Linked DNA regions of Triticum aestivum: region 2 is linked to region 1. Evidence: chromatin contacts called from public Hi-C data. All regions are on one chromosome and are shown on one strand. Each heading gives the region's core, a stretch centred on a gene start, on an enhancer-like site or on the middle of the called end of the contact. The rest is flanking DNA. Distances are from core to core; before and after follow the strand shown. Region 1 has its middle 4.6 kb from the start of LOC123160681. Region 2 holds the start of LOC123159614.

The links. A called contact is a pair of places that touch in the nucleus more often than the background predicts.
Region 2: a contact with region 1 is called in a Hi-C map of leaf, with 2.9 times the contacts expected there. The contact joins the promoter of LOC123159614 here to the enhancer-like site in region 1. A contact is called at or near these places in 2 of 5 Hi-C or Micro-C datasets (both in leaf).

What each region holds. Positions count from the first base shown.
Region 1 is chr7B:486,374,032-486,381,605 of IWGSC CS RefSeq v2.1, forward strand. It overlaps the pseudogene LOC123158085. Among protein-coding and RNA genes, the nearest start is that of LOC123160681, 4.6 kb to the left of the region's middle. Within about 2 kb of position 2,835, at least 8 of the 8 cell types and tissues checked have an H3K27ac peak or open chromatin away from gene starts, as enhancers often do. A contact at or near this core is called in leaf, where this site is marked.
Region 2 is chr7B:486,526,852-486,534,425 of IWGSC CS RefSeq v2.1, forward strand. LOC123159614 reads left to right here and starts at 3,165. Exons shown (of 3, transcript XM_044577430.1): 1 at 3,165-3,554; 2 at 3,949-4,799; 3 at 4,912-5,261. The coding sequence starts at 3,970. The coding sequence ends at 4,936. LOC123155918 reads left to right here. Exons shown (of 2, transcript XM_044574071.1): 2 at 1-554. The coding sequence ends at 222.

The sequences.
Region 1 (7,574 bases), core at 1,585-4,084:
TCCTTACATAGACTGGAAATTATGCACCAGTCTTTGGGTAAATCGACGATATCTTCCTCCTGGACTCGTCAACGGCGCGGCGTGAGCAAAGTTCGATGCCGTCTTTGGAACTCTGAAATACCATCAGAGCCATGGAAACATTGTTGACGCAGCGATCGGAAAATTATGTCGAAAACTAATCACAATATCTATCTTCCAAAAATCGCTAAAAAAGACAGTTGGCGGGTCTCTTTGTATGTCGTGTCCAGGAAGAGGAGCACTTGATGATTTATTCATTCTCTGGAACTAGAAGTAGAAATTGTTGTGGATATGTATCATGTAAAAACATCTTTTGAGGAATGGGTCAGATCCGACCATTTCTCAGAAGGGAGAATATCACATAAAAACCAACATTCAATTAAAACTTCGTGGAAATCACGTTTGTAAGTTTTAAAAGAATCTCAAAAAAATATGGGATGTTAAGAAGATGATGTTCTATTGCCATGCAAAATTCCAAGTTGAAACACATTACATAATGTGAGTTATGAGAAAACCAAATTCGACAATACAGAGTGAATGTTATTGTTCTGTATTGTTATTGTTCGACACTACTCAATGTTGATTTTGTTATTTTCATAGATCACATCCCGTAACATATATGCACTTGAAATTTCGCATGGAAACAGAACATCGCCCTCTTAACATTCTGTGTTTTTCTTTTCATTTTTTAAACTTCAAAACACCATTTTGACATGTATTTCACTAATTGTTGGTTTTCGTGTGATATTCTCCTTTTTTTAGGAAAACTAGCTAGGACCCTGATACTTCCACTTGGATCTGGAAGCTTCATGTTGATGTCACAATTTTGATATTCATATTGGTGACTTGAAGGAGATTTCTTGATAATTCTTTAGTGCTCATTTTCACGCAACTCTCCATTGTCTTGCTTACCAAATTCATCACTTCAGAAGAGCAGAGACCAGGCAACCCCTACCCTCCTCTATGCTGCGGATGTGACCACCACCGCCTAGGTAGACCATGAGTAGGGGAAACCTTATTCTTGATCCATACGCTGCCGCCATTGCACTGCAGCACCACTGCTGGGGAACGAAACTATTATCCTAAGAGACCTAATCACAACGCTGCAACGCAGATCAGGGCTCCCCACCCCTCCTGCCATTGGAGTGGCATGCAAAGGAGCACAGGACTCAAGGCCTCGTCGGGAGAGGGGGATGGCAGCTAGGTGATGCGCTTTGAGATCCGACTTTTGGAACTATGGAGACTCCCACAACTAAAGTTATGCCTTCAATAATTAAAGGTGCTTTTTATGTTCTAATCCTAACACCTTCTATTGATTGTTGCTAAAAAGCGAGGGCTTGGACACTCTGATTCTTAACAAGCTTCATGAACACATTAAGGTCAGTAAATCCAATATGGCTTATATCTAACTTATGTATAACATGTTGCCATTATTCGCCGTGCTATTTAGGTATGTGTTGTTAAAGCTCATGTGTGTTTTGAGAGAATAGGAAAACAATTATACATGACGCTATCCTTATTACGGGAGAAGTAAGTTTGTGAGTTACGACATATTTTCATGTTTTTTGTTAGATTTAGATATGGTGTTCAAATTAACATATCTCATTATTCATGTATAAGTGAAGAGTTTGGGATAACTTTGAGAGCTTTGACCCTCAGATGTTGGATACATACAAAATTTATGATCACTACAAGCATGAGTGACTTACTTATCTTTATCTTTGGAGGTTGTTAAATAAAATGTGATGTTTTGTCCTCGCAAAGCTCTACTTCCTCTGTAAACAAATACAAAAGACGTTGTAGGTCACTCAAGCCTTCTTTTGAAGGTCATAGAGGGAGTAGCATATTGCATTATAATTCCGTTTCTTCCGTTGCAACACACGGGCATGTTTGCAGTAGTTAAATAAAATAAGGTTCATGATTTTGAGTGTTTCTCCCTCATGACCCGCCTTCCTTACGACATTGCGCATCCGATTTGTGTACGACGGTGCCGATCACATCGTCCACGCCAGAGCTGGTCAAACGGGCCAACCCGGCACGACCCAACTATTATCGTGCCCTGGTGGGCTGTGCCGTGCCAGGCACATTTAGGCGGGCCAGGCTGTGCCGTGCCGGGCTGGCCCGTTTGGTCGTGTTGTGTCGGCCCACGTGTCGGGCCTGCCAGGGCACGATTAATAGTTGGGACGTGTCGTGCCGGCCCACATGCTGCATGCAGCAACCCTAGCATGGCATGGGAGGTAAGTGGGCCGGCCCGTGGAACGCTTAGGCACGCTGGCCCGTGTTGGCTTGATTTTTTTCCCGTGAAACACCTTCGAAAAACAGGATGGAAAAGCCAAAAAGATATTGAAAATTTAGAAATATTCGGTGAAGTATTATGTGGGATAAATCTAGAGTTTTATTAGCGCCTACACCATTAAACCTTCTGTCCCAAAGAAGTAAAAGAATACAAGACATGCTCTAGAATTACAAAAAAATTAAAAAAATACAAAAACTACACTATAACAGTACAACTACTCAGATCCAAGCACTACAAAAATACACAAGCGCTACAAAAATATTGAACATATTAGATTATCAGTTACTTCTATAGGACTCGTGTAAAAAAGGGTATTTATATTTTTTTGAAGGGTAAAAAAAGGGTATTTATATAGGACATATATATATATATATTAATATATTAAAAAAACAGGCTGTGCCGTGCCGGCCCGCGTGCCCAGCCTTCAGCCCAGGCATGGCCCATGGCGTGCTGCGTGCTGGGCCTGGCCCGTTTAAACCAAGCAGTGCCGTGGCTGGGCCGTGTCTTGCCTGCGTGCTACCGCGCCGGCCCAGTTAGCACGGCCCGTTTGGCCAGCTTTGGTCCACGCAAAGCACCGGAGAGCAGCACATCTATGAATTTCCCTAAAAAAAAAAGCACATCGATGAATTGGCCATCGTACAACTATCGTAGTTTCGCCCGTGAAACAACAGGACGAGCCCCGGTGCTGGCACGACCACGCTAGCTGCAGGCGGCCCGAGCTTCGACGACGGCGGAGCCTGCAGGCTTGCGAGGACAGGGCCAATGTGTGGCGGGGCCCAAGCAGCGGCAGCACCAGCGGGCCCCGTCGGCAGTCGGCGCGAAGCAGCGCCGCCGCTAGGTTCTCCGGCGAACAGGTACAAGCGCCATGTCTGTCTGCTTGATCTGTGGCGATCTTCCGCGGGGATTGGGCGAAATCTATCTGTAGGACATAGGCCTGAGGTGTAGAGACCCCCGACTCAGTTCGAGTTAATCTGTAGGGGATTTTTTTGGTGTTGAATTTATGTGCAGATATTTTTTTTTGGAAGATCCAGCAAATTGCTGGCTTGATTGATGATTAGCAGGAAGCAACGGAAGATAAAATGGTGGGGATCCTAAGATCAAGGATAAAAAGGAAACGAACTGAAAATAAAGAAAACTACAGCCCTATTGGCTGCCAGAGAATTAACAGTCTCTCATGGAGGTTCCCCAAAGGGGGTCTCAATGCATTTTGCTCCGGCTAGGCGCCATAGCTGGATTGCTCGTCTGATTGCGGCGACAACCTCGTGTGCGGAGGCGATCTTGCCCCTGAAAGCGCACTTGTTCCTTTCCTGCCAAATCTCCCATAGGACCAGCATTTGCATTCATGTGCAGATTCGAGCTTTGATTCTCATTCGGATCCAAAATCACCTTCTAAAAACATCTAAATCAATCTGATTGGACATTTGAGCCTTAATAATCCCTTGGATGGTGCTTACAGAGTTACTACTCAACAAAACTAAAAGAAAAAAAATTACACGAAATGCTATTGCAGCAAGAGAATATTACTGTTTGGAAATGCCAGTAACTGAATCCTAAAAGGAAAACACCATTACGTAGTTACATCACTTTTCTTCTTTAGTTGCGCTTCTGTTGCAAGTTGCCATCTTCCAAATCTTTGCTTCATCTGGCACGCATGTGTGAGGCCGCGTGCTTGATTCTAAGGATCTCAGTAGAAACTTGTCCCATATCTGGCCGGTCTTTTGGTGATGTCGTGGAGCAAGAGAGGCCGATTGCAATCAGTGGGATAACACAATTCTTCATCAGGTCAGCTGCATTCCTGTCATCTTGTAGCATTGTGGGATCAACAACCTCATGAATATTCTTTGTAAATGCTCTATCAACAAATTCATGAAGGCTTATACCATCACTGAATTTTTCCCCAGTTGGACTGCACCCTGTTATCAGTTGTAACAGAAGCACCCCAAAACTGTAGACATCACCCTTGGTTGATATTTGTCCGCTCATGCCGTACTCTGCATGGACATTCACAAACACAATAAAATTAGAGAATAATCATTATTTGTACAACTCTATAAACAGAATTAATATCATGTGAGAATAAGCTTATCTCACCTGGTGGGATGTATCCTATGGATCCTTTCAGGCGGCCTGAACTTGCTGAAATATCTTGATGTGCATTTGATGTACTGAACTCAAATCTTGCTAGGCCAAAGTCGATGACGTATGCAGCCATATCAAGACCCAAAAGAATATTGCTTGGCTTTACGTCGCAATGTATAATTGGCGATGCACACTGGTTGTGAAGATAATCCAAAGCAAATGCTACATCCAGGGCTACATTAATCCTTTGGCTCAATGACAGAGCATTTCTTTCACCATGTTCATGATCTTCCGGGTGTAGCCATAATCCTAGGTTCCCATTAGGCATGTACGGGAACACTAGGGCCTTGAAATCTGCCCCAGTATAATCCACTGAAGAGCATGAGGTAATGACTTTTACAAGATTCCGATGGCGCACACTACGGAGAGCTTCACACTCTGCTATGAAGCTCCTCTGTGCTCCGTAAATGTCAAGGTCAAAAATCTTGATGGCAACTTGATCTTCTTGAAACTGCAGACTGCCCTTATAAACCTTTCCAAATGATCCTGCACCAATTAAGTTTGCAGAAGAGAATCTATCTGTTGCCCTTACAACATCTTCATATGATATCTTCTTTATGTGCTCATTGATATGTTGCAAATGGGGATTGACTTGCATTCTCTTCTTCCGATATATTATCACAATGCATGACAAAATAATTATAGTGACAACAACAATTGGCAACACAATCTCTAGGACTAGAACCAATGACTTGTGTTTTGTTTTCTTGTCAACCAATGCAGAACAAAGGGACATACCTCCTGTTGGAATCCTTGTACACAGATGATAATTTCTTTCAGTTGATACTGCACCAACAATATCAAAAACACCACCTCTCGGAATTGCTCCATGAAAATGGTTGAAGGATAAATTGAGGTATTGGAGGTATTTCAAGAATTTGAGGGGATCTGGTATCTCTCCTGACAAATTGTTCTGAGAAATATCCATATTCTTTATGTTGGATAGTCTTTGAAAAGACTCTGGAATGCTTCCTATAAAGAAGTTGCTTTGCATCTCAAGATACTCCAGATCCACACACTGGCCGAGAGTTGATGGTATGTTGCCAGACAACCTGTTATTTGACATGTTCATTTTCTTCAGATGAATGAGATTGCCAACTTCAGGCATTTCTCCAGACAAGTAATTGTGTGAAAAGTCCAACTCTACAGAAAGGGTAGAGATTTTGAAGATTTTACTTGGTATAAGCCCATCTAGTGAGTTATGAGCAAGGTTGAGTATATTGAGTTGAGTACAACGTGCTATACTTGCAGGTATTCTTCCACTAAGGTTGTTCCAATCCAATTTCAGCATACTCAGCCGGACAAGATCACCAATAGTATCTGGAATCGGGCCTGAAAGCTGATTTTTTGCAAAGGATAGATAGACCAATCTCTGCAGTTTCCCAACTGTTGGTGGTATATATCCAGTGAGAAGATTGTTACCCATGTACAAATTATTTAGGCTCTTAAGGTTGCCAATCTCTGGTGGTATATGCCCATAAATTTTGTTGCTACTTAGCCACAATGACTCGAGACTATTGGAAAGATTGCCAATACAACTTGGTAACTTCCCTTGGAGATTGTTTCCATCCAGCCCCAGCATACTCAATCCGGAGCAATGTGATAGTGAAGAGACAAAGCTCCAATCACCTGCCTCTAGTTTGTTGTGTCCCAAATCAAGTTTCTGTAAATTTTGCAGTGAACCGAAAAATGGTATGAATCCAGTAAACCTATTATTATCCAGGTGAAGCGTGCGTAGGCTGTAAGCTTTGAGAAGAGAGGCTGGGATTGGGCCATCAAAACTGTTTTGTGATAGAATTAATCTCTGAATATTTGGAAGTGTGTAGCCGATGTCGAAGGGTAATTTTCCAATGAGTGAGTTTTTTGCTATGGCAAGAATTGTGAGGGATGACATGTTGAATAAAGATGATGGAACTGGCCCAGATAAGTTGTTTATGTTCAAGTTCAATGTATCTAGTGTTGGAATATAACCTAAGCTCTCTGGGATGCTCCCAACTAACTGATTTTCTCCAAGGCGAAGATGAACCAGGGAGGACAGGTTCCCTAGTGAGGAAGGTATTGTTCCTGTAAGATGGTTCTTCCTCAAGTATATATATTTAATAGGGGAGTATGTGGCAGTAACGGAAGGTATTGAACCAAAAAAACTGTTCTGTTGGAGGCAAATAGCAACAAGTGACGAAGTGGTGAAGAGAGCCTTTGGGAGTTTTCCAGTAAAATTATTTTTCATGAGTCTCAGTACTTGAAGAGATGAACTGTTTGCTAGGAACTCTGGGATGACCCCCGCTAGAGTATTCATCCCAAGATCGACATGTGTGAGAGAACGGCTGATGCCCAAAGACAGTGGTATGATGCCTGTGAGCCCGTTGCTAGCGAGATCTAGTGTGCGCAGCTCAGGGAGATTTCCAAAGGCAGAAGGAATGCTTCCTTGGAGCTTGTTATGGCTAAGGTTAATCTCCTGAAGATGCTTGCAGTGACCAAGGCTAGGTGGGATTTCTCCCTGGAGGGAATTGTTCCACAAACCCAGCATTTGGAGTTGGGAACATGCAGAGAGTTGAGATGGAATGTTACCTTCCAAAGTGTTTATGCTGAGGTTGAGGTCACGGAGCCGGCTCATCAGGCCAAGCTCGGGCGGTATGCCACCACTGAAGTTGTTGTTTGACAGTTGGAGCCTTGTCAGCAAGGTGAGGTTGGCAATGCAAGGCGGTATGGAGCCTGAGATGCCTTGTGATACAAGGTCCAGCGCAATGACACGCCGAGGCCGAGGGGACATTGCACTGCAGGTGATCCCGTGCCAGTCGCAGAATTCCAGGGACGTATTGCTCCACGAAGATAAAACTCCAGGACCATCGGAGAGCCGGGACTTGAAGCAAAGGAGGGCTTGCCTATCATTTTCAGCTTCATTGCATGTGGCTAATGGTAAGCTGCTAAGGAAGCCGAGGAGGCAGAGGAACCAAAGAAGGCCCATTACAGCTACTGAGATAACATCACTCGTTTGCAAGAAGGATGTTTTAAGTATGGTGTCTAACTGTAGCTCGCCACTTTAAATAGCACGCAATCACATGGTGGCAGTTCAACGGTGTGGTGGAAACTGGAGTACTAGCTAGGAAGGTGCATGGCATGA
Region 2 (7,574 bases), core at 1,915-4,414, 150 kb after region 1:
AATAGGATGCATAAACCTGCAGCCGACACGCCTTCAGCGCACACCCTGAAAGATCCTGAACACCCGAATCAAGATGGTTCATGTAGCACACTTCCACCTGTAACTTACAAGCCTTCGAAGAAAACACATCCTAACCACAAAGTTTGTGAAGATCCTGATCAGCCTGGGCTGCGAAGCACTCCCAAGGACGATCCACCACGCTCAATTCCTGACCGAAGATAGATGAAACTGACGAGTCTTCCACGCACACCCTGGAAGATCCTAAACACCCGGTTACTGATTGTTCATGTAGCCGCACACTTCAGCCGGCCGTCGGCAAGCATTCGCTAGGCATTCTCAAGATACTGATCACCCGGTCACAACTCCGGAGGATTCACCTTCAACAATGCAGTGAGCAGGCCTTCATCAGGCACCCTCCTCTGCACAAGTCGTCCTCTTCCGGAAGAATAATTGAATAAACTTAAATTATCTGTTACTGCTGCCGTGTTACCACTGGGGCCATGTAATCTCCATGCTGTCATATCGAGTGATCTTCGAATCAACTTTATCAAATAATAAAGGTGTACGTTAGTTTTTTGTTTTGAAAGGAAGGGCTCATTTTTTTTAAATAATACATTTTTTTATTAATTTTCATAAATATTACGCTGGGTAAATTTTTTTCAAAAATAATACACCGTCGGCCCGCTGCAGGCCGACTGGGCCTAGTCGGCCCACAGCAGGCCGATTGGATTCCAGTCGGCCTACAGCTGGCCAACTGGCCCCTGTCGGCCCACTGTGGACTGATTGGGTCCTGTCGGCCCACTGTGGGCTGACTGGAGCTAATTGGCCCGCTGTGGGCTAATTGTTTTTGCAAAAAAATAGGCATAAACAATATATGTTTAAAAAAATGTTAATCATGTAATTAAAAAATGTTAAACGTGTATAATTTTTTTTCCTGATGTATACAAAAAATGTACAATATATATGCAAAAATGTTGACATAAAAAGTATGTTTTAAAAAGTGTTAATCATGTATTTAAAAATTGTTAAATGTGTGTATAAAAAATGCTCCTTATTTATACAAAAAATATAGAATGTGTATGAAAAAAAGTTGATACCAAAAAATTATGTTGGTGAGTTGGTGACAAAAAATAAATCAAGGTTGGGAAAAAAATATGATTGGTTGCTCTTTTTTGTATGGAACTGGAACATTTTTTTCAAACATATTTTTTTGGTGTCAACTTTTTTTCATACACATTCTATATTATTTTTATAGATAAGGAACATTTTTTATACACACATTTAACAATTTTTAATCATGTATTTGAATAAATGTCAACTTTTCAAACATAATTTTTTGGTATCAACTTTTTTTCATACACATTCTATATTTTTTGTATAAATAAGGAACATTTTTATACACACATTTAACAATTTTTAAATACATGCTTAACACTTTTCAAAACATATTTTTATGTCAACATCTTTGCATATATATTGTACATTTTTTGTATACATCAGGAACATTTTTTATACATGTTTAACATTTTTTAATTACATGATTAACATTTTTTAAACATATATTTTTATGCCAATTAGCTCCAGTCGGCCCACAGTGGGCCGACAGGACGCAATCAGCCCACAGTGGGCCGACAGGGGCCAGTCGGCCAGCTGTAGGCCGACTGGAATCCAATCGGCCTGCTGTGGGCCGACTAGGCCCAGTCGGCCTGCAGCGGGCCGACGGTGTATTATTTTTGAAATTTTTTTATCCAGCGTAATATTTATGAAAATTAATAAAAAAATGTATTATTTAAAAAAAATAGCAAAGGAAGGTGTATGCTGTTTGTCTTGATATCTTACGTGGAACTTACCAGCTTTCTTGTGCGGAGGAACGGGTAAAAAAATCCTTACACACATTAGGCATTTTATTTGTATTGCCGCTTCTCTTTTTAGTCATACTAGGAAACATGACCATGCGTTGCAAGGGGAGAAAAAAAATCATGTGTTGCAGGGCTCAAGTCTCGTGTTGGAGACACTGTCGTGGTTTAGCCCACAGGTGTGTGGCATAGTCAAGTGGTCGGAGAGCCGAAGTCCTTCATGAGGTTTTCAAAGAATAGAGAAAGTAGAAACTTATCCATAAATAAAATAATTTGGAAGACCAAATCGCAAACAATACTAAATGAAAAGGTGCTACCTGCCCATGTCTTTCACGTGTACTTCGTCCGCAGAGTGACTGCTACTAACGCTACATATGGACAACGATGTGTCGTTGACGCGTCGCGCGTCGACTGTGTTTTGTTTTCTTGGCCGCTTGTTGGGGATTGGTGTCGTGGGGTCTAGCGCGTCCTTTCAGTGTTTGTCTAGATGCAAAGCCTGCACAAAAATGCGCCCGGTTTGGGTCCGACGGACATGAGCCGAACGCTTTTTGGGTTTGCTCTTGGTCGTGGATCATCTTCATTTTGCTTCAAACGAACACAGAAGGACCAAATAGAGTCACCCGTTGGCCTTATTGCATGGTTTTTTTTTTTTTGAGTCGTACGGGAAAAACTCCCCACCGCTTGTGATTATTATCTCAAAAACCGAGGGGACGCCAGAAACACAAGATTTTACCGGGGCAGCTTCACAGGCAGATTGCGACACGTCCAGGGCGGCTGAGCAGCAAGGACCGTCTCGACCGTTCCGGCGCAGGCCGATGACCAACAGCAGCCCAAACGGAGGAGCTCTAGGCACACCCAGAAAATAGGTGGTCACCGTTATATAATAAACGTCTCCGTTTTAGCGTCGATGATTTATTATACATTTTTATGAAGCAGGATCAGCAATGTTTGGAGATAATTTATATTCGTTGGACATGCGTGCGTAGGTTCGGACAAAATATAGTACACGTCCGCATACTCGTGGAGGAAGTAACTGTTGGAAATAATGCATCGGTTCAGAGAATTCCAAGTCTGATGCTTTGGGCATATCCTGTCACGTAACAAACTGAAACTTCATGCACACACGTTGCTGGCCGTTCGGCAAGCTGCAACTCCTTCCCGAGTCCTCTGCTAGGACGTGAGCATTATCCTGTTGTTCCTCCCGATTCTCCTGGTTCCAACGAGTGCACCGCGCTTCGCTCGGCAAGACGTTTCATTGAAACGTTGCTTGTTGGAATGCTTCCTTCCTGATCTCTATAAATGGTAGAGAGCATCGGGACAAATACACAACACATCTTCATCTCCTTCCTCACATATCACAAGTGCTGAGCCGCCGTCGGAACGAAGCCTGCCGTGCTGTTCGTCGTGCAACGGCAGCCCGGCGAGCGGTGTCTCCGTGACTCCGGCCGCATCCTTCGACCCTGCACGGGGGCGGTCTAGAGTTTTCTGGGCAGCGTCCGCGCGACCGCTCCTTCGACGTCCTCGACATCATCATCTCCGGCGAGGGCTGCTTCGTCGACGTCCTCGACAACATCGTCTCCGGCGACCGCTGCTTCCTCGACGTCCTCGTCGACATCGTCTCCGCCACCGCTGCTTCCTCTACGAGATCGTCTCCAACAAACTCCATCCACGAACACCAAGTGCACCGACGTCTAGACTGTAAGTTGCATTTGATCATTATTAGTACAAGATAAATCTGTCCATGCTCTAGCCGATTCTCCATCAGGTTTATCTAGTGCTTTAGACTGTCTTTTTGTTCCTGCTGCTAGTGTTTTCAGCCATGTCGTGTGTGTTCGGTAGATTCAGTATCTTTATGTTAATTTGTCTATATTGCTACTTTGCCGTCACTAGTATTGTAGATGGTTCTCGCTGGTTTCGTGATGTTTTCCTTTGCATGCTAATTATACAAGGATGGGTGCTATCAATCTGCTCCTGTGTGAATCTATATTGCATGCTTATGAAGAAAACCATTTGCCTGTTTAACCTGCTCTTGTACGTACTAGGTAAAGGAATTAAATTAATGACAAATTATGTATTGTGTCCAACAATCCAGAAAACTCTAGATCAATTTGTCATGGATGCTCATGTTGCGGAACTGATGAAACCTGAAAAGTTTGCCGGTGACAACTTCAAGAGATGGCAGTCCAAGGTGCGTCACTACCTCCTGTCCAAGGGCCTGTGGTGGATTATCCCACAGGTTAGGCCGCTGACTCGTCAGCAGGTAATGGACTTTGAGTTAGCAAACGACACTGTTGTGGCTGTCATCTTGTCGCTCCTTGAGAACCAGCTCTATGATGTATACCATGGGTACACCTCTGCAATAGAGCTTTGGGATGCGCTGGATCGCAAGTACGCGGTCTCTGACGCAGGGCGATGGATTTATGTGGTTGAACAGTACCACGATTTCCGCATGGTGGACGGCGTCTCCGTCGTCAAGCAAGCTCATGATCTTACATCGATTGTGAGTGAGTTGGCTCAGTTTGATGTGAACGTCAATGCCAAGTTTGTGGTGGGGGGCATCATTGCCAAACTCCCTCCTTCATGGAGAGATTTTGCCACCACGCTTAAGCACAAGAGGGAGGCAATGAGGGTTGATGACCTGATTGCTCACCTTGATGTGGAAGAGAAGGCACGTGCTAAAGACACACCTTCCATGGCAAATGACGGCACCTCAAACGCCAACTTTGTGCAGAAATCTGGTGCTAAGTACAAGGGCAAACAACAGAATCCAAAGGCCAAGAATACAACCAACTTTAAGAAGAAGAAGGAATGCATAATCTGCTATGTGTGTGGTGAGCCTGGCCACAAGGCCAATAAATGCCACAACAGGAAGGGCAAGAAGGGTGGGCAGCAGAACGGACAGAACACTGTCAACGTGGTTGTTAGCGAGCCTAGTACTGCGGGGTATGATTCGAACCCTGCTGTTTTAATGGCGTGTCAATCCGCTGAATGGCTGGTTGACACGGGAGCTAACATTCATGTATGTGCTGACCTTAATTTATTTTCCTCTTGTCAGGCTACAAGCGGTTCCCCCATCTTGATGGGAAATGGCTCAGGTGCTGCTGTTCTGGGAGTAGGGAAGGTTGACCTGAAGTTTACATCAGGAAAAATCATTACCTTAAAGAACGTGCAGTATGTGCCCTCAATAAATAGGAACCTGATTAGTGGCTCTCTTTTATGCCGAGATGGCTTCAAATTAGTTTTTGAGTCGAATAAAGTTGTTATTTCCAAATTTGGTTTATTTATAGGGAAAGGCTATGAGTGTGGAGGCTTGTTCCGCACATCTTTGTTGGATGCTGAGAATAAATTTGTTCACAACACTATTAGTGTTCTTAATTCAAATAAAGATGCATCCATTTGGCATTCCAGATTATGTCATGTTAATCTTGGTAGTATTTCCCGCATGAGCAGCCTCAATTTAATTCCTAAATTTTCCGTAGTCAGAGGTTCTAGGTGCCAGATATGTGTGCAAGCAAAGCAACCTCGGAAGCCTTCTTTGGCGGTCGAGGAAAGAAGTACGGCACCACTAGAACTAGTTCATTCCGATCTCTGTGAGATGGGTGGAGTGCTGACTAAAGCAGGGAAAAGATACTTTTTATCTTTTATTGATGACGCAACTAGATTTTGCTACCTGTACTTACTTAAAACTAAAGATGAAGCATTGAACTATTTTAAAATCTACAAGGCAGAGGTCGAGAACCAATTAAATGGAAGAATTAAACGTCTAAGGTCCGATCGAGGTGGAGAATATGTTTCAAGTGAATTTTCCCAATTTTGTGCGGAGCATGGAATAATCCATGAAGTGACACCGCCCTACTCGCCCCAATCGAACAGGGTTGCCGAAAGAAAGAACCGCACTCTAACGGACTTGGTGAATGTCATGTTAAATAGTGCAGGTATGTCTAAGGCATGGTGGGGTGAGGCTGTCTTGACCGCTTGTCATATCCTTAATCGGGTTCCCACTAAAAATAGTGAGGTGACTCCATATGAAGGATGGGGAAAAAGGAAACCTAATCTCTCGTATTTGCGCGCTTGGGGATGCTTGGCGAAAGTCAATATACCGATAACCAAGAAACGCAAACTCGGACCTAAGACGGTTGATTGTGTCTTTCTTGGTTATGCACATAATAGTGTTGCCTATAGATTTTTAGTAGTTAGATCCGATGTACCGGATGTGCCGGTAAACATGGTGACGGAATCTAAAGATGCTACATTTTTCGAGGACATATTTCCCATGAAGAATACAGGAGCATCATCTAGTCAAGCAAACTTTAATCCAACTCTGGAACTACCCACTCATGAAAATTGTGAACACACGCATGTGGAGAATGATAGTGAAGTGGCTCCACGAAGGAGTAAGAGACCAAGGATTGAAAAATCCTTTGGTGATGACTTCATTGTGTATCTCGTGGATGATGTGCCAAAGTCCATTTCAGAGGCATATGCATCTTCTGATGCAGAGTACTGGAAGGACGCAGTCCGTAGCGAGATGGATTCCATCATTGCAAATGGGACTTGGGAGATCACTGACCGTCCATTTGTTGCAAACCAATTGGATGTAAATGGATCTTTAAGAAAAAGCTTAGGCCCGACGGTACTATTGAAAAGTACAAGGCAAGGCTTGTGGCAAAGGGGTATACCCAAAAAGAAGGCGAGGATTTCTTTGACACTTACTCACCCGTTGCGAGATTAACCACTATCCGGGTGCTGTTGTCATTGGCTGCCTCATATGGTTTCCACATTCATCAAATGGACGTGAAGACGGCTTTCCTTAATGGCGAGCTAGATGAGGAGATCTATATGGAGCAGCCCGATGGTTTTGTAGTACCCGGACAAGAAGGCAAGGTGTGTAAGTTGATGAAATCTTTGTATGGCCTCAAGCAAGTGCCAAAGCAATGGCACGAGAAGTTTGAAAAAACCTTGACATCCGCAGGCTTTGTTGTAAATGAAGCCGATAAATGTGTTTACTACAGATTTGGTGGGGGTGAGGGTGTGATTTTATGCTTGTATGTTGATGATATACTCATCTTTGGAACAAGCATTGCTGTTGTAAAAGACTTAAAGTCATTTTTATCCTAGTGTTTTGACATGAAGGATTTGGGAGAGGCTGATGTAATTCTAAACATTAAATTGATCAAGGGTGAGAATGGGATTGCTCTTACGCAGTCTCATTATGTGGAGAAAGTCCTAACCCGCTTTGGGTTTATGGATTGCAAAGAGGCTCCCACACCTTATGACCCTAGTCTAAAGCTTAGAAAGCATGATGGACAAGGGAAGGATCAATTGAGATACTCCCAAATTATAGGATCTCTTATGTATCTGGCTAGTGCCACTAGACCCGACATCTCATATGCTGTTAGTAAATTAAGCCGGTATACTTCTAAACCGGGAAATGATCATTGGACAACACTTGAGCGTGTATTGAGATACTTGAAGGGAACCATGTCTTATGGGATTCACTATACTGGGTACCCAGCGGTACTTGAAGGGTATAGTGACTCTAACTGGATCTCAGACGCGGATGAGATCAAAGCCACAAGTGGATATTTATTCACCCTTGGTGGTGGTGCTGTCTCATGGAGATCTTGTAAACAAACTATTATAACAAGATCAACCATGGAGGCAGAATTAGTAGCACTTGACACGGCCACTGTTGAGGCGGAGTGGCTACGTGAGCTC